5 separate regions of the Mus musculus genome follow, and all the other regions are linked to region 1. Evidence: chromatin contacts called from public ChIA-PET and HiChIP or PLAC-seq data. All regions are on one chromosome and are shown on one strand. The core of a region is the stretch at or near the end of the contact, and the rest is flanking DNA. Distances in the headings are between cores, read along the strand shown. Region 1 holds the start of Jagn1 (jagunal homolog 1). Region 2 holds the start of Srgap3 (SLIT-ROBO Rho GTPase activating protein 3). Region 3 holds the start of Setd5 (SET domain containing 5). Region 4 overlaps Setd5 (SET domain containing 5). Region 5 holds the start of Ghrl (ghrelin).

What was found. ChIA-PET counts read pairs in DNA pulled down with a chosen protein or histone mark. HiChIP or PLAC-seq counts read pairs in DNA pulled down with a chosen protein or histone mark.
Region 2: a contact with region 1 is called in an HNF4G HiChIP or PLAC-seq map of pancreatic cancer cells. The contact joins the promoter of Srgap3 here to the promoter of Jagn1 in region 1. A contact is called at or near these places in 2 of 115 datasets of contacts at active chromatin or transcription factors (microglia and pancreatic cancer cells) and 1 of 9 other capture datasets (adipose tissue).
Region 3: a contact with region 1 is called in an H3K27ac HiChIP or PLAC-seq map of extraembryonic endoderm stem cells. The contact joins the promoter of Setd5 here to the promoter of Jagn1 in region 1. A contact is called at or near these places in 9 of 39 promoter capture datasets (the 3T3-L1 cell line, 3T3-L1-derived adipocytes, the C10 cell line and 5 more), 7 of 115 datasets of contacts at active chromatin or transcription factors (the SCID.adh cell line, bone marrow-derived macrophages, embryonic stem cells and 4 more) and 1 of 9 other capture datasets (pancreatic islet).
Region 4: a contact with region 1 is called in an RNA polymerase II ChIA-PET map of memory CD8 T cells, with 5 read pairs. The contact joins the enhancer-like site here to the promoter of Jagn1 in region 1. A contact is called at or near these places in 2 of 39 promoter capture datasets (the C10 cell line and neural stem cells), 1 of 15 datasets of contacts at CTCF or cohesin (the NIH/3T3 cell line), 4 of 115 datasets of contacts at active chromatin or transcription factors (bone marrow-derived macrophages, effector CD8 T cells, memory CD8 T cells and 1 more) and 1 of 9 other capture datasets (pancreatic islet).
Region 5: an H3K27ac HiChIP or PLAC-seq map of the NIH/3T3 cell line shows a contact between it and region 1, with 3 times the contacts expected there. The contact joins the promoter of Ghrl here to the promoter of Jagn1 in region 1. A contact is called at or near these places in 10 of 39 promoter capture datasets (the C10 cell line, the HPC-7 cell line, HPC-7-derived erythroid cells and 5 more), 1 of 15 datasets of contacts at CTCF or cohesin (the NIH/3T3 cell line), 6 of 484 Hi-C or Micro-C datasets (CD8 T cells, double positive thymocytes, embryonic stem cells and 2 more), 5 of 115 datasets of contacts at active chromatin or transcription factors (the NIH/3T3 cell line, T-cell acute lymphoblastic leukemia, embryonic stem cells and 2 more) and 2 of 9 other capture datasets (adipose tissue and liver).

Annotation. Positions count from the first base shown.
Region 1 is chr6:113,441,070-113,444,522 of GRCm38.p6, reverse strand. It overlaps Jagn1 (jagunal homolog 1), which reads right to left and starts at 1,954. Exons shown (of 2, transcript NM_026365.3): 1 at 1,726-1,954. The coding sequence starts at 1,814.
Region 2 is chr6:112,945,354-112,948,806 of GRCm38.p6, reverse strand. Srgap3 (SLIT-ROBO Rho GTPase activating protein 3) reads left to right here and starts at 1,541. Exons shown (of 22, transcript NM_080448.4): 1 at 1,541-2,377. The coding sequence starts at 2,311.
Region 3 is chr6:113,075,699-113,079,151 of GRCm38.p6, reverse strand. Setd5 (SET domain containing 5) reads right to left here and starts at 1,513. Exons shown (of 22, transcript NM_028385.1): 1 at 1,440-1,513. It overlaps Gt(ROSA)26Sor (gene trap ROSA 26, Philippe Soriano), which reads left to right and starts at 1,908. Exons shown (of 3, transcript NR_027010.1): 1 at 1,908-1,978.
Region 4 is chr6:113,140,134-113,143,586 of GRCm38.p6, reverse strand. The region is part of intron 17 of Setd5 (SET domain containing 5); the gene reads right to left. Among named protein-coding and RNA genes, the nearest start is that of Lhfpl4, 54 kb to the left of the region's middle. Within about 2 kb of position 1,711, at least 27 of the 459 cell types and tissues checked have an H3K27ac peak or open chromatin away from gene starts, as enhancers often do. A contact at or near this core is called in memory CD8 T cells, where this site is marked.
Region 5 is chr6:113,717,501-113,720,953 of GRCm38.p6, reverse strand. Ghrl (ghrelin) reads left to right here and starts at 1,489. Exons shown (of 4, transcript NM_001379129.1): 1 at 1,489-1,632; 2 at 1,728-1,844. The coding sequence starts at 1,525.

The sequences.
Region 1 (3,453 bases), core at 705-3,204:
GTTGGAGATTGCATCATCTACCAAGTGTGTGAGTGTGTGTGCCTGTATTACATCACTGCCAACCCCACATCCCCACCTTGGATCACTGAACACAACTGTCAGAGTTGGCCGTCAACAGATAGCTAATTCAATCCCATGTGCACAATAAGCTTAAGGCTTGACTGCACCCTTTGGTCCCAGGCCCTGGGGGAAAGGAAGGAAGTGCATGCTTGGGGACTGGTCCCACTGGATCTCTATCCTAACGTCCATGGCCGTCAGCACCCCTCCTTTCCCCAAGGTGAAATGGAGGGTGCTGTGGGGGCCTGCCCACTCCATGGCAGTGCCCTGAAGGAGTCAGACTACCATGGCATCGCAGGCCCAGAGGGCAGACATTTTTTCTAGTTTTTAATTGGGGTGTGGGAGGGTTTGGGGAGGTTTTCTATCACTGTGTTGTTTTTCTGCTGAGGGTGGAATATTCTGCCCTTTTAATCAAGGTGATTGTGATTTTGACTAATAAAAAGGACTTTATAATTGAAGAAAAAAAAAAAAAAGACTTGACTGCATTGAAACTCTTTGTAAACTTCATGTGACATCTTCCATAAAGATAGGGTCTACAGGTGGTGTCACACGCCTTTAATCTTATCAGGCAGAGGTAGGTGGGTCTCTGAGTTTGATGCCAGCCTGGTCTACAAAGTGAGTTCCAAGAAAGCCTGGAATTACAAGGAGAAACCCCATCTCGAAAAACCACTAAAGGAAGGACAGAGGCAGGTGAGGGAAAGAAAGACTCAGTGCAGAACACAATACAGACAGGATGGATAGATAGCCTGTAAGAGTTTATCAAACAAATAAAGGAACGTAGAAAGATCTCCTTATATGGACGTATTCCTAAACCTCAGGATGGACAGGGTCACCTTTTACCACCCACATCCAGACAGCCCCAAGTTTAGCAGCCACCACACTCCTATGCTGTGCCTTTACACAAACGACTTGCTAATTCCTCACCAAAACCTAAAAATCATGAAATTTTCTCCCTCTAAAAATGTGAAAACTGAGACTCCAATTGGAAATAACCCGAGTTGGAGCTGGAGAGTAGGCTCGCTGCAGTGGAGGCGGTTTGGGTTCATGAACCACAACTCTAGCTTCCAAAATCACTTCTGACGTGTGGTTAGAGACATGGCTTGCCACCTTTCTGGGCTTGGCTCTCAGCACCAACCTCGGGTAGACTCCAAATGCCATGTGTAACTCCAGCTCCAACGCCCTCTACTGGATTCTGCGAGCAGTTGCTCTCACGTGCACAAATACACACACACACACACACACACACGAAATTAAAAATAAAAATCTTTAAAAATGTTAAGGAGTTCTCAGGCCAAGTGCATCCCTGAAAAGCCAGAAGCACTCAGGAGACTAAAGAGAAGGCTGTGAGTTCGAGATCAGCCTGGACGCTACCGTGGGATCTAGACTTGAAAAAGAAAAGTGGCAGTGGCGTTCCCAAGGTCACCCAGGGGGCCAGCACCGAACCACGAGCCTGTGCAGGCTGGATCCCCTCAAAGAATAAGTCGGACCAAGGTGGGCCACGGGGTTTCCCCGGCCTGGAAACAGAGCAGAGGTCGTTAGAGCAGGGGACCTGGCGGGTACACGACAACTGGCTGGGGGGCGACAGCGTGAGGACCACTGGCGTCGCTTCTTCCCAGGATCTGCAGGCTCCGCCGGGAAAGGCCTCGGTACGCCTGGCTCACCTCGTACCTCATCTGGTAGTGCATGGCGACGCGCTCCCGGTGCTGAAAGTCGCTGCCGTCGGTGCCGGCCGCTCGCGGGCCTGCCCGAGACGCCATTGTACAGAACTAAGGCCCCTAACGCCGACCCTCTGCTCACACACCCAGCCAAGCACCCTGCGAACCCCTTCCCTGCTACCTCGGCCCGGCTTTCACTACACGGCGTGGAGCTCCGGGAGAACTTCCGGCCTCTCTATCCTGGGAGGACTGACTCTGTGGTTCCTTCTTCGCGCATGCGTTCTTGGCCTTTCTGAGGTTCTTTGCCAGAGTAGAGCGATTGCGGAATTAACAGTCCCTAGAAATGGTTCACTGACCTGCCCAGAGATCCCATCGTGCAGAACCGAACCCCAGGCCGCTGATGCCGAGCAACCAAGCCCCCAGCAAACCCCTTTTAACTTCATTTAAAGCATTTAAAATAATTACTTGTGTATGGGTGTTTTGTCTGTCTGTCTATGCACCACGTGTGGTTTTTGTGCCTGCAGAGGCTGGAAGAGGACATAGGATAGATTTGCTAGCTATACTGTGAGTGCTGGGATTTAAACCTAGTTCTATTGACCTCTTAACGGCTGACCCAGACCTTAAGTTGTAATTCTTGAGACAGGGCTTCATGTGCTTCATGCTGGCCTCGAACTCTTGACGGTCTTTTTTGCTTCAATCTCCCAAGGCGTGATTATAGTCTTAAACCATACCTAACTAGACTTGGCATCTTTGCCCAGTGGCTTGTTGCACATCTATATTTCCTGAAGCTCCACACAACCTTGGGGTTAGGGTCCAGAGCAAAGACGTTATACAACGAAAAGTATAGGGTGGTCAATGCTGAGAGGCGTCACTCAGAGGCTGAAGCAGTAAAGAGGCATCTCTTCCTCCCTGCAATGCTCTCCATAGTCTGAGACCCTGCGTCCTGAGGGCTAACTGGAACAAAGATGGCTGTGAATATTTGTAATCTCCTCAACGTGAAAGGTGGAGGCAGGAACAGGAGGAGTTCATTGAGGCCAGCCTGGCCTGTGTTGAACGTTTGCCAATAAATTAATTAAATAATTAATAACTGGAGAGTTATTAACAGTGGTTAAGAGTACCTACTGTTTTTGCTAAGGACCCAGATTGTTTGTTTTATTGAGACAGAGTCTCACTATGTCCTGGCATTTGCTATGTGGGTAGCCTTGAACTCACAGAGTGTTCTCCTTGCCGGATGTGTTATACAGCGAATGCATGTCGGGTGCCAGGGGAAGTCAGGAGAGGCCGTCAAACCCCCAAATGCCCTGGAACTGGAGCGCTTGTTGTGAGCTACCATGCAGGCTCTGGAAATCCAACTCAGGTCCTTTTCAAGAACAATCGCTCTTAGCCACTGATCCATCTCACCACCCCTTTGGGGTTTGGCTCCCAACACCTACAGCTCACAACTCACTGAAACTCCAGTTCCAGAGTCTCTAGCACCCTCTTCTGGCCTAGGTGGGCACTGCATTCATACTGTATACAGACCTACACGCAGGTCAAATACCCAAACACACATAAGATTTTTTTAAATTGATTTTTATTTTTTAAGGCAAACAAATGGCTGTACTGGGCATAGGAGTGTATGCCTGTGATCACAGCACTTGGGAAGTTGAAGCATGAGTTTGAGGTCAGCCTAGGCAATACAGTAAGATCTCTTCTACCTACCTACCTACCTACCTACCTACCTACCTACCTACCTACCTAT
Region 2 (3,453 bases), core at 292-2,791, 500 kb after region 1:
GCATATTCACATTCCAGGGCATAGGACACTAACTCCACTTTTCTCTGAGGATCTAGGCTTAAGGCAGGTTAATCTCTGAGCATATCTTCCTCTAATGACACTTGTGGCTTCTGCATAGCAGAGGGCCTACATGTCCCTGGGAAGGGTGAGGCAGGAGGATGTGGGCTGTGGCATCTGCTTATGAACTCTGTAACCTCCTCTTTCTGTGTCCAGAGCTATAATAAGCCTATGATTCACCAGGTGAACTGCTCAGGCAGCTGCTGTGCATTCCCCAACTGAGCCCTTGGTGCTCACCCACTGATCACTAGGCGGGAGGACCCTGTCTCACTTTACCTACCTCTCCAGACCCGTTCTAGCTGCATACTCTCTTGGGGAGCCCTTAGAGGCTGGTACGGATAACCTGTTCATTTCTAAACCCAAGCCAAATCACATGTTGGGCCATTCCAGAAGGACAAGTGGAAGGTGGTACCTAGTTTGAGAAAGTTATGGAAGTCTCTTTCAGTGAACTCTTGGGGGACAAGACACTCTCATGACAGTTTATTATCAGGCATCCTATGGTACTTGATGCCAGTTTGACCTACCACACTGAACTATTTGAAATGCCAATGAAATTAGGACTCTCTAATGAAATGCTGGAGACTCCTACTGAGTCTTTACTACTGGTGGGTTTTGTTGTCTGGGTTGGAATGCTGGCACCCTGGTAAGTCATTTTCCACTTATATATAATGTAGCCCCTAGGATGCTGGGGTTACCATAGTTGCTACTATTTATAGGGAGCTTACTGTGTACCTAGGTACTGAGCCAAACTGTTTCTGTTCATACTCCATCTCCCAAAAGCTCTTTACATTTGAATCCCCCCGCTCTGTAATATTTTCAATTCTTAGCACTTGTCATTTTTACCCATTCTATCATTCAGCGTGTAGTTAAATTCTGTTGTACTGTCATATGGTGCTTCTTGCCTTTATAACGCCAGTGGGCCCTTTAGTAAGCTTTTTGTATGTATTTGTTGAAATTGTCCATTAAAGAGTCTCCAAAGAGAGCTTATTTTACTGGTAAAGGAACTAAGACGAGGGAGTCAGAATGGCGCTGTCCCACCTTCTCTGAGCCTGAAGGCAGCCCTGTCTGCCAGATCTCTCTGCAAAGCTGAAACCTCTGGCACTGTCCCTGTTATCAAGTAATTCTTTCAAAAATAGTGGCCTCTCCTGCATGCATCAGACTCTGCCAGAGTCTCAGGCAGAGTGACAACTCGTCATATAGTTGCTAGTTTGAGCACGACGCAAAGAAAAGAATCTTTCTGTGTTTGTTAGAAAATCTCCAGCCTAACTACTACTAGCTCGAGTTTGCAGGAGCCTCCCAGGCCTTCCCAACCTGATTTCCCCCTCCTGCCGCCTTCCCTTTTGTGAGCGTTTCTTCCCCTTTTTGCTTGCAGCTAGTTCAGCTCTCCTGTAGGCTACAATGTGTCAGTTGTTATAAAATCCGGGAGGCGGAGTCTAGTGACGAGGGCGGTGGGGGAGAGCTCAGCCAGCCCTGCAGGGTGAGCAGTCCAGCCCTGGGTCCAGCGGAGCTAAAACGCTACAGCCGGGAAAACTTCCACCTCCCTCTCCTGGTTTTGATCCTCACCGTCCAGCAGACCCGAGGCGCCGATCGACCGGAGGGAGGATGAGAGATGACCGGTCCTTTGGCAACCTGACCATTTCCTTAGCAGAGCCTTCCAAAGCGAACCGGAGACTGGCCACACGACCCAGGAGGCGCCGCGCCTCTTGTGGATGTGTGTGTATGAGTGAGCAAGCGGGTGTGTGTGTGTGAGTGAGGGTGTGTGTGTGTATGCGTGTGTGTGTGTGTGTGCGCGCGTGTGTGTATGCGCGCGCTTGTGGTGTGGATGGGTGTGTGCACAGCACAATTGCGTGGAAGCGTGTCTGGGTGAGCGTGTGTGTGCACTCGTGAATGTGTTTGTGTGTGTGTGTGTACGTGTGTGTGTGTGTTTGTGTGTGCTCTTGGCTGCTATTATTATTATTTTGGAAGAAAAATCCTGGAAATCTGGGGCAGGTTATGGTACTCCCAGGGTGACTTCTTTTGCAAGAGGAGCTGACCAGAGCAAGCCACTAGAGCCATTTCCCTGCCAGCAGAGAGCATTTTCCTCCCAGAAGAAGGATTTCAACCCCGGGGCTCTGTAGCCAAGTAAAAGAGATTAGCCCTTGAAACCTGTGAAATCGACCATTGCTGTGTGATTACCCAGGCTTGGGAGAGGACTTGGAGAGAGAAGGAGAAATAGATCAAACAGCCTGTCAGTTCTCTTTGCCACGTCGGAAGATGTCATCTCAAACTAAGTTCAAGAAAGACAAAGAGATCATTGCTGAATATGAAGCCCAAATAAAAGGTGAGTGGTGGGGCCGAGGGACTTTGCCTTCTCTCCGTCCCCTTGTCTCTCCCTCTGCTGTCTCTTCCTTCGCCTCCCTGCCTTCTTGAGAAGTTGCTATGCAGCAATAATCTTATTGTAAGGAGGAAGGACCGGGTGCTGGCTGCACAAGTCCAGACTGGCTCCCACTGCAGATAGTGCCTGGGCTGGGAGCGTGAATTACAGAAAGGGCAGAAATCTCTGCATTGCAGGTGTGTGAGGAAGGGACTTTAGGAGTGTCGCCGGTACTCCATCATCTTGGCAGTGATATGTCACTCTAAGGCCATTTTGACAGTCAAGGCCTCCTCCCCCTCACTCCCATCGAGAAAGCCCTTTGCTATTTATGTATATATTTTTTGATCTGCTCTCCCCATCCCTTCTTTTGGCTTTTGTGGGTGGTTGTTTTTGCCTCTGCTGCCTTCTCTGGGCTGAAATTCAAATGCATGAGTATGGGCTGCGGGGGGTGGGGGTGGGGTGGGGGGGTGGGGGGGGTGCATCGCATCCTTAAGTAGCCCTTCTTTGTCAGCATTTCTTGCCTGGTCTGAGTTGCCATGGATTAACTGTTATGGGACATATTGATCCAGACTAATGCAGGCATTTAAGCATAAAGAGAGAGTTCTGTGCCGAAAATGTATTATCTTCCAGCGTGCAGCCTGGTCCTTCTGTACACCGGTGTTTCGGGTCATCAGCTTTGGTTAAAAGCCAACACCTCAGTGTACGATTTGGACTGGTAGGTGCCGCTTGGCTCCCGTGGTTCTGGGAAAGTCTGCCTGCTAGGAGAGTGAGATGCCCTTTGGGTGCTGGTTCCAGCTTTGGTAGCATAGAACCCATACTTCTTGCAGAAGCTGCTCCCTAAATCCTTGCTAGCTGAGAGGAAGAGAAGGGCCCCAGTTGCACAGCTAAAAGAAGGCAAGCAGCCTCTGCCCTCGAGCCAGACGGTGGGCTTCCTGCACCCTCGGGCTGTCTAAGCACAGCTTCAGCAAGGAGAGCTGAAGGTTCCCTGCCCTGCTTCTCCTTTGCGGAGCCTGTGGGGGAGAGAAGCAGCTGGGGCTCTGAGC
Region 3 (3,453 bases), core at 264-2,763, 360 kb after region 1:
GGAAAAGAAATTCCTGTGTCCTCCAAACTCAGAAATCTCTAATTATGTCAGTATTCTCTGCTTTAGTCCTAGGTCAGATTGCACACATCTAAAATAACCTCTTAAAGTTTTCCTCCTAGCGACCTAAACCATTATTAATATCAAATTAACCATCAAAACACTTTCCTCTCAATATGCTGCACACAAACCTCCTCCTGGAACCTCCTCCATCTGGATCCTCCCCAATCAAAAGTATAGGTATTTAACATATAAGCAAGGAAGTAATGTAAACATGACCTTGGTCACAAATATGTCATCTAAAAACAATTTAGTCAAGGTATGGAGGAAATTCGAGAACCTGAATCTTTTTAAGTATTTTGAGCACAGGAACAATTGGCAAAAGGAATCCAGGTATAGACAAAACCCAGAGCCCAGAGCTCTGGGCGAAAAATGAGTTGCTGGTGAAGACGTTACACAAGTAACATGAGAAAGCAGAAAATGCAGGTCATCCACGCACCCCTGACCCAGGCCAGCAGGGCGGGCTGCAGCATCAGTACACAGGAGAAAGATCCTTATTCCTAAGAATGAGAAAGGCAAAGGCGCCCGATAGAATAAATTAGCATAGAAGGGGCTTTCCCAGGAGTTAAAACTTTCCTTCTGAGCGATTACCTACTAAAACCAGGGCTTTTGCCCACTACCATTTACCTAGGATCTTGGCTTGCACGGATTCATAGGGGCATATCCCTCCCCCTCTTCTTTAGAGTCGTTCTTAAAAGATCGCTCTCCACGCCCTAGGCAGGGAAAACGACAAAATCTGGCTCAATTCCAGGCTAGAACCCTACAAATTCAACAGGGATATCGCAAGGATACTGGGGCATACGCCACAGGGAGTCCAAGAATGTGAGGTGGGGGTGGCGAAGGTAATGTCTTTGGTGTGGGAAAAGCAGCAGCCATCTGAGATAGGAACTGGAAAACCAGAGGAGAGGCGTTCAGGAAGATTATGGAGGGGAGGACTGGGCCCCCACGAGCGACCAGAGTTGTCACAAGGCCGCAAGAACAGGGGAGGTGGGGGGCTCAGGGACAGAAAAAAAAGTATGTGTATTTTGAGAGCAGGGTTGGGAGGCCTCTCCTGAAAAGGGTATAAACGTGGAGTAGGCAATACCCAGGCAAAAAGGGGAGACCAGAGTAGGGGGAGGGGAAGAGTCCTGACCCAGGGAAGACATTAAAAAGGTAGTGGGGTCGACTAGATGAAGGAGAGCCTTTCTCTCTGGGCAAGAGCGGTGCAATGGTGTGTAAAGGTAGCTGAGAAGACGAAAAGGGCAAGCATCTTCCTGCTACCAGGCTGGGGAGGCCCAGGCCCACGACCCCGAGGAGAGGGAACGCAGGGAGACTGAGGTGACCCTTCTTTCCCCCGGGGCCCGGTCGTGTGGTTCGGTGTCTCTTTTCTGTTGGACCCTTACCTTGACCCAGGCGCTGCCGGGGCCTGGGCCCGGGCTGCGGCGCACGGCACTCCCGGGAGGCAGCGAGACTCGAGTTAGGCCCAACGCGGCGCCACGGCGTTTCCTGGCCGGGAATGGCCCGTACCCGTGAGGTGGGGGTGGGGGGCAGAAAAGGCGGAGCGAGCCCGAGGCGGGGAGGGGGAGGGCCAGGGGCGGAGGGGGCCGGCACTACTGTGTTGGCGGACTGGCGGGACTAGGGCTGCGTGAGTCTCTGAGCGCAGGCGGGCGGCGGCCGCCCCTCCCCCGGCGGCGGCAGCGGCGGCAGCGGCGGCAGCTCACTCAGCCCGCTGCCCGAGCGGAAACGCCACTGACCGCACGGGGATTCCCAGTGCCGGCGCCAGGGGCACGCGGGACACGCCCCCTCCCGCCGCGCCATTGGCCTCTCCGCCCACCGCCCCACACTTATTGGCCGGTGCGCCGCCAATCAGCGGAGGCTGCCGGGGCCGCCTAAAGAAGAGGCTGTGCTTTGGGGCTCCGGCTCCTCAGAGAGCCTCGGCTAGGTAGGGGATCGGGACTCTGGCGGGAGGGCGGCTTGGTGCGTTTGCGGGGATGGGCGGCCGCGGCAGGCCCTCCGAGCGTGGTGGAGCCGTTCTGTGAGACAGCCGGGTACGAGTCGTGACGCTGGAAGGGGCAAGCGGGTGGTGGGCAGGAATGCGGTCCGCCCTGCAGCAACCGGAGGGGGAGGGAGAAGGGAGCGGAAAAGTCTCCACCGGACGCGGCCATGGCTCGGGGGGGGGGGGGCAGCGGAGGAGCGCTTCCGGCCGACGTCTCGTCGCTGATTGGCTTCTTTTCCTCCCGCCGTGTGTGAAAACACAAATGGCGTGTTTTGGTTGGCGTAAGGCGCCTGTCAGTTAACGGCAGCCGGAGTGCGCAGCCGCCGGCAGCCTCGCTCTGCCCACTGGGTGGGGCGGGAGGTAGGTGGGGTGAGGCGAGCTGGACGTGCGGGCGCGGTCGGCCTCTGGCGGGGCGGGGGAGGGGAGGGAGGGTCAGCGAAAGTAGCTCGCGCGCGAGCGGCCGCCCACCCTCCCCTTCCTCTGGGGGAGTCGTTTTACCCGCCGCCGGCCGGGCCTCGTCGTCTGATTGGCTCTCGGGGCCCAGAAAACTGGCCCTTGCCATTGGCTCGTGTTCGTGCAAGTTGAGTCCATCCGCCGGCCAGCGGGGGCGGCGAGGAGGCGCTCCCAGGTTCCGGCCCTCCCCTCGGCCCCGCGCCGCAGAGTCTGGCCGCGCGCCCCTGCGCAACGTGGCAGGAAGCGCGCGCTGGGGGCGGGGACGGGCAGTAGGGCTGAGCGGCTGCGGGGCGGGTGCAAGCACGTTTCCGACTTGAGTTGCCTCAAGAGGGGCGTGCTGAGCCAGACCTCCATCGCGCACTCCGGGGAGTGGAGGGAAGGAGCGAGGGCTCAGTTGGGCTGTTTTGGAGGCAGGAAGCACTTGCTCTCCCAAAGTCGCTCTGAGTTGTTATCAGTAAGGGAGCTGCAGTGGAGTAGGCGGGGAGAAGGCCGCACCCTTCTCCGGAGGGGGGAGGGGAGTGTTGCAATACCTTTCTGGGAGTTCTCTGCTGCCTCCTGGCTTCTGAGGACCGCCCTGGGCCTGGGAGAATCCCTTCCCCCTCTTCCCTCGTGATCTGCAACTCCAGTCTTTCTAGAAGATGGGCGGGAGTCTTCTGGGCAGGCTTAAAGGCTAACCTGGTGTGTGGGCGTTGTCCTGCAGGGGAATTGAACAGGTGTAAAATTGGAGGGACAAGACTTCCCACAGATTTTCGGTTTTGTCGGGAAGTTTTTTAATAGGGGCAAATAAGGAAAATGGGAGGATAGGTAGTCATCTGGGGTTTTATGCAGCAAAACTACAGGTTATTATTGCTTGTGATCCGCCTCGGAGTATTTTCCATCGAGGTAGATTAAAGACATGCTCACCCGAGTTTTATACTCTCCTGCTTGAGATCCTTACTACAGTATGAAATTACAGTGTCGCGAGTTAG
Region 4 (3,453 bases), core at 462-2,961, 300 kb after region 1:
GGACATGGTATAACAGAAAAAGTCAAAGGGCAAAAAGGGAATGAAGGCATCAGGCAATTCTGCAAACATGACTACTCTGCTCAGCCTTCATCACATCGTTTGACAGCATATGTGGGGCTGGCAGTGTAGCCAGGGATGTATCTGAGCCCCAAGCACACACACCACAGAAAGGTCTTAAGTTGCTGGCTTCTGATGTTATATATTATTAAATTAGTTTCAATGGAAGGTGTAAGGGAAGGTGGAGAAAAGCAGGAGGTAGTTGAAAAGCCAAGCATGGTAAATTACTCACTAGGAGAATAGCATTAAAGGTTGCAACGAATCCATTCCTTATTTACTTGTACCTTGGATTATGTTTCTCATGCAACATTCTGTCTGTTCAATTCCGTGTCCTCTGCTGTCTATCAATCTATCAAAGAACTGCTAAAGCCTACCGCCAAAAAGCATATCAAAGGCTGAAATGCACCAGTGATAAAACCGACCCATTACTGCTTATCTGTATCGCTTAACACCAACATTCCCTTAACTAGACAGATCAGTTATCAAAGCCTTTCTAATATTGAATCTTTAGCAACCCAAGACAGAGCAATCTATACTTTCCCAACAAGATGGACTCACAATACTCAGGAAGTTAACAATAAACTAGTGGAATATAATCTTTTCAGTTTCATGATGATCTACAGAATATCCTACTGACTGAGAATTTGGTGATTAGTCAGGGAGTAGGGCCCTAATTATTTTGGAAAGTGAGACTAAAGGCCAGTTAATTTTGAAAAGGTACAGAGAAAAAAAGCTCCATGTAGATTTATAGGGTTAATAATTAATTACATGTCTAAAGCTTATTATAACTGCTAACACTGAAATCATGATTTTGGATCTTTAGGGTAGGAGGGTTTCTTAGCAAAGTACTGAAATTGGTATCCTAAGAGGTATAAATCACTGCACACAAACTGTATCCCAGCCTCTGCACAAGAGAAGGTTTGTAACCCAGAGCTTGGGCTTAAGCTTCCTTACATACTTACACCCAACTAGGCACTCCAGAGGAAATGAAGGAAAGCCAGAGAACGCTGGATTCCCTAAAGGAAGCTGCTCATCTGTCACCCAAAGCCCAGACACCCAGCCGTGTGAGCTGTCAGTTTAACCCCAATTATACATTGCTGACATGATACTGAGACAGTGTCGACCAACTCCAGTTTCCTTGTTAACAGGAGGATGTTATTCATGACTTTCTCTAACAATGCTCTCATGCACATAGAATCTACATCCTCTGAAGATTCTCTTTAATGAAACTCTTCAGCCATTCCTTCTCCCAAATGACAACAAAAGCAACCCCACAACATAAAAACAGCTACTCATTTCCCCACGGTCCTGTGCAGTCAGTTTTTATATAAGATCCACTCTATTTGCTGTGAATGAGAGGCCACCCTCCAGTCCAGCCCCCTCACCCCCCAATTCAGGACCACCCTTGTGCACTCACTCTCAGCCTGCATGTGATTGAGATGGTATGGTAACTACCTCTGGTGACAGGGGCTTAGGCCTATGTGCAGGGGAACCCTCAGGGGAGGAGATGTTCTAGAGGAGGAAAAAGTATCTTGTTATTTATCTTCTCAGAGTCAAGAAGCAAAACAGAAAGTAACGATAAGCATGGCTGTTTGCCACACTTTTTAGGGAGGGATTTGGTGGTGAGGATGGTTAATGTTTATGCATATGGTAAATGTTTAACTGCAGAACTCACTTCCACAAAGTGGTTAGTTCAGCTAAATGCTTCCTGGTACCTTAGAAAGGACTTATAATGTTTCATGCTATCAATGAACACCTCAATTAGAACTCAGGAAAGAATTAGGTGAATCATTTTAGAGGGCTCACAGTGTTTCTTATGGTGGGGCACAACCTACTCCTTATTCTTCCTAGAGGAACTCTGTTTCTTCACCCCATACTTCCTCTGATTATAATCTTTCTTTTCTTTATTCTCTTACTAGCTTTAGGGGTATACCTGTGAACTATGATCAGTTCCTCTCAAGTGACTGTTATACACCTGCACACATCTAACAGAGTTAAAAATCCATTGTACTTACTGGATCACAAAACAAACAAAGCACCCTCCCACCCCAATACCATGTATATGTGTATTTTTTCTGTGACTTTCATAGGACAGAACATTTTGCTGAGGTAATACCTCTCTAACACATGGGAACTGGAGAGTGAGCTCTTGAGGTGATGGTGTGAAGGGTAACATGAAAGTGATGATAGCAGCTATGACAAGGACTCTGTACCAGGCACTGGGGAAAAGGGAAAGTTCTCAATATACAGACTATCAACAACTGAGGCCCAGAAAACAGACGTGGGCTATGCTATGCTAGGATATATAAATGGAGCTGCTTCAGCAAAACAAGGTGGATAGCAATGTTTTAGAATGGGGAGGGTGCTGGGTGTACAAAGCACAGGGCTCTTGTTTTCCTTCTTCTAGATTCTTTCCCCTCCTTCTCTGTGACTGTGTACCTCATCCCCTCAGTTCTAGATATGAACACGCTTCTTATTCAAGGTTTTTCCTTTCCACTTGGAGCTGGTTTTACTCCTGACACTTATTGATATTTCACTGCTACTTTATTTTTCACAAATTTTTAAAAATACTATTTTTACTTTAGGTGTACAAGTGGTTTGCCTTCCTGTGTGCCTGTGTAAAACATGCACACAATGCCAGGAAATGTCAGAAGAGGGCATTAAATCCCTAGAGACTAGAGTAACAGATAGCTGTGAGGAACCATATGGGTGTTATGGGAATTAAAAATTGGGTTCTCTGAAAGAATGGCCAGTGCTCTTAATGGCAGTCATCACTCTAGCCTGCATTTTAATATTTTTTTTTTAGCTTTTTTTGGTTTTGTTTTGGTTTTTTGAGACAGGGTTTCTCTGTGTAGCCCTGGCTGGCCTTGAACTCAGAAATCCACCTGTCTCTGCCTCCCGAGTGCTGGAATTAAAGGTGTGCGCCACCACGCCCAGCTCTTTTTAACGTTTAACAGACAAGTTTATTTCAACATTTTCTTCTTTCAAATAATAATTTTATGTTTAAAAAACAATATGGAAATAAAATTTGTATTATATCATCTTTCAATATATTCTTTCCTTTTAAAAGACAGGGTCTTGCTAATGTAGCTCAGAGTGGGCTCAAACTTTTGGTGTCTTCAAATAATAGATGTATACCCAAAGCACCCAACCCCCTGCTATAGTTTCTGATGAAAAAAAGGTTGCAAACCAACCCTTCTGTACTCAAAAACAGGAAAGAGCCTTGCTATCAGAATGATGGTATGACTGGTAGGATGGCAAAGCTGTTTTTATGAGAATGGTGACGTTGCATTATTAAATTAGTACTTTATAATCATGTATTTAAAATTTTCGCTACTTTCTTTCCTTCCTGATAATCTTTTAAAAATTATTTTATTTTTGCATTTTTATGTATAT
Region 5 (3,453 bases), core at 240-2,739, 280 kb before region 1:
CTCTGAATTATTTGTCCTGTTGGCAACAGCCCCTAACTAGACATCCAGAGTAGCCTGCCACTGCAATGTCGCCAACACCGTAGCAGCAGGGACAGGTCAGAAAACTGCTTCAGGAGCCTACACTGCCCCAGAAAGACATAGGCCCTTGAGCTATCCTATTTCTTTGTTTTGTTTTTGAGACAGTTTCTCTGTTAGCTTTAGCAGTCCTGGACCTCACACTCTGGTCGGCCTGCCTCTGCCACTGCCCTGCCCTATTTTTCTTAAGACATGAAGGTATCCAAAGGGCTGTCTCCTGTCAAAGCTATACTGCAGGACTCCTATACCAGGTCTATCTCATCTGCATCTCCACAATGGGCATTCCTTGTGCTAGATAGAGCCTTGATACCTGCCAGAGAACAGAGAGGCAAAGCTGCCAGGTTAACAAACACCAGAACGGGCTTGGAGAATGGCTCAGTGAGAACTGCCTACCAAAAACAAGGCCCTGGGGACTATGCCCAACAGTATAAGACAAAATCAACCAGCAAACGCAAGCAAGACACAGACAAGCAGTAAGGTGTAACCACCAGGTGCACCTTTCCCGACACTTGCTCCTGGGGATGGCAGTGCAGCCCTTTTTCGAGAACACCCCAGAAGCAGGTCTCTATGTGACCGGTGTGCAGAAGCCACAACAGCCTCAGTGGCAAAGCAAAATTGGACAAAATCTTGTCCAATTTTGTCCAAAATTGGACAAGTTCTCCTGGTGGCAACATCATCTCACATGGAAGGAGGCAAGCCAAGGTTATACCACAACTAAGCAAGACCTCAGAGCTCAGCTGCCAATCCACCACCAGGGCCAAGCCCACACAGGGACCATGGAGAATCAGGAGCTGGTGCCCCACCCAAGCCAACTGTCCCGACTTTGGCACCTGTCCTCCACTGTTTGTTCTTCAACAGTGAGGGGAAAAAAAGAGTACTTAGTTCCCAAGGAATGCAATACTGCCCACACAAACTACACAGCCTCAAGAGATGAGGCTACCGGATGTGAACAAACACAAGGCTTCCTATATAAGGAGAAGCCGGTGAGCAGGCACCACATCCCCAGGCATTCCAGGTAAGCTCTCTTAGCTGTCTGTATATGTGTGTATATATATGTATATATGTATATATGTATGCATGAACATGCAAGCTCACCGGGGTCTAAATTATTCAGCACTGGTCATTCATAAGTGTCAGTGAGCTCACTGGTCAGCCTAATTAGCTCTGTCATCAGGCTCCTGAGGGCAAGGGACAAGCAACACTGAAATGGACAACCCTCTATCACATCAGGCTCTGTCTGCCTCCAAAGATTGAAAAAGCAGAGGTCAGCCTTCAGCTCCCACCCTTGAAAGATGGTGACAAGAGAGCCTTGCTTCGTCCAGCAGTCCTTACTTCTAGAAGCTTGCTGGATTCTAGCCTGAGCAAATTCTAAGGCACATAACATGGAGATGAAGTAGGCTACCAGAAGACCCTCTCTCCCCCAGGTCATCTGTCCTCACCACCAAGACCATGCTGTCTTCAGGCACCATCTGCAGTTTGCTGCTACTCAGCATGCTCTGGATGGACATGGCCATGGCAGGCTCCAGCTTCCTGAGCCCAGAGCACCAGAAAGCCCAGGTCAGTCAGTCTGTCTCCCTAAGCCCCCACATCTACCCCGATCTGTGTGTGTGTGTGTGAGAGAGAGAGAAAGAGAACCCTCTTTTCCTTTCCAGCAGAGAAAGGAATCCAAGAAGCCACCAGCTAAACTGCAGCCACGAGCTCTGGAAGGCTGGCTCCACCCAGAGGACAGAGGACAAGCAGAAGAGACAGAGGAGGAGCTGGAGATCAGGGTTGGTACCCAGGCACCAGCATGTTCTTATAACAGTAAAGGGGTTGGGGTATGGAGGGTAAGCCATATGCTGGCTTTTCAGGCTACTCAAGGATTAGAGTCCAGCACTAACAGCTCCACAAGGGGCTCAGAGTCTCCATCCCAAGAGGTAACTGTTTCAAGGGTAGCAAGGGAGCAGCAGACATGCGCAGCAAAAACAAAACAGATTGAGGGATCACAGGAGCCAGGAAGCACTGATGGATACAGAAACAGAAGAAAGCCTTGTTTGTCCCAGGACCTCTCAGGCCTGCCTTGGTGATGGAGAGGTAGGAAGGCTAGTGCAGGCTAGGCTGGCCAGCCCACGTGTGGCCTAACAGAGCTGGGCTTGCTCTGAAAAACCTTAGATGGGCTAAGGAAAAACACAAACAGCTTTGGATTGGGAGAAGGGACTAAAGGGACCATAGGTGCCTCTCAGCAGCTCAACTAGGATTCTCCTGGGAAATGGAAGCAGCACCTGACAGTGCCAGTCCCTATACTCTGTCTGCATGCAACAACTTCATCTTTAAACACGGCAACCATGATAAACTGGGAAGCAGGAGACACGAGCTAGGGCTTCACAATTGCTAAGCAGGTGCTCTGTCTGCCAGGGGCCACACCCCAGCCTGTTCTCTACCTTTATCATGGACCACTTCTCTATACAAGACCCCATGAGCTAAATAAGCTGGCATCACTTGTTGAATTTTGTAGATAAGAAACACAAGTTAAAAGATCAACTCCCTTGGCCAAGGCCATCAGGTCAGTTTACTACACTCCTTCTACCTTCCTCTCTGGTCAAGGACAAATGCCAAGATCACTAAACGCCTGCTCTCTCACCCTCTCTCCAGCTTAGGCTCCTTCTCAAACCCTTGCTCCACAGGAAATGTGACACTTAAAACTACTTCCTGACTCACCAAGGCTCCTTCACTAACAGTCTTATGAGACAACCCATGACCACACTGAGCAGGTAGCCCCCCAGCCTCAAGAGCGCTGTACTTAGTTCTCATAGGGAAGAGCACACACACACACACACACACACACACACACACACACACACACACACACACACACACACACACACACATACACACACACACACACACACGGCTAGGATTAACAGCATTTCCTAGTTTCTGTGATACTCAACAGAAACCAAACATGTGGCCTGCAAAGTGAGTACAGAGCACATGGCACTGTAGCACACTGGACGCAGAATGTGACCCTGCTTACCCTCACACCTGAATCTCCACCTCTTTCCCAAGTTTTTTTTTCCCCCCCAAAATCAGGTCTAGAGGCAGAATGCCAACCACCTGTACCCACTAAACATATGGGCCCTGATTCAAAGAAAAGGGCACTTTTCCATGTTGTGTAAGAACCTGGAATGTTGCCACTTCTGGCAGTTAGATGATCTGACCAGTTTGCCCTGAACAATGGAGTGTGAGAAGAAAAAATTAGCATTTGCTAAGGTAGGTTAGAAGGGCCCAGTAGGTCCACAAAAAAAGGGCATAACGCGAGCACACACATCCATATTGCTCCCTACAGTATTGTATTTCCTGGAGGCCAAAACAAACTACAGAGGAACTGGCTACCATCTT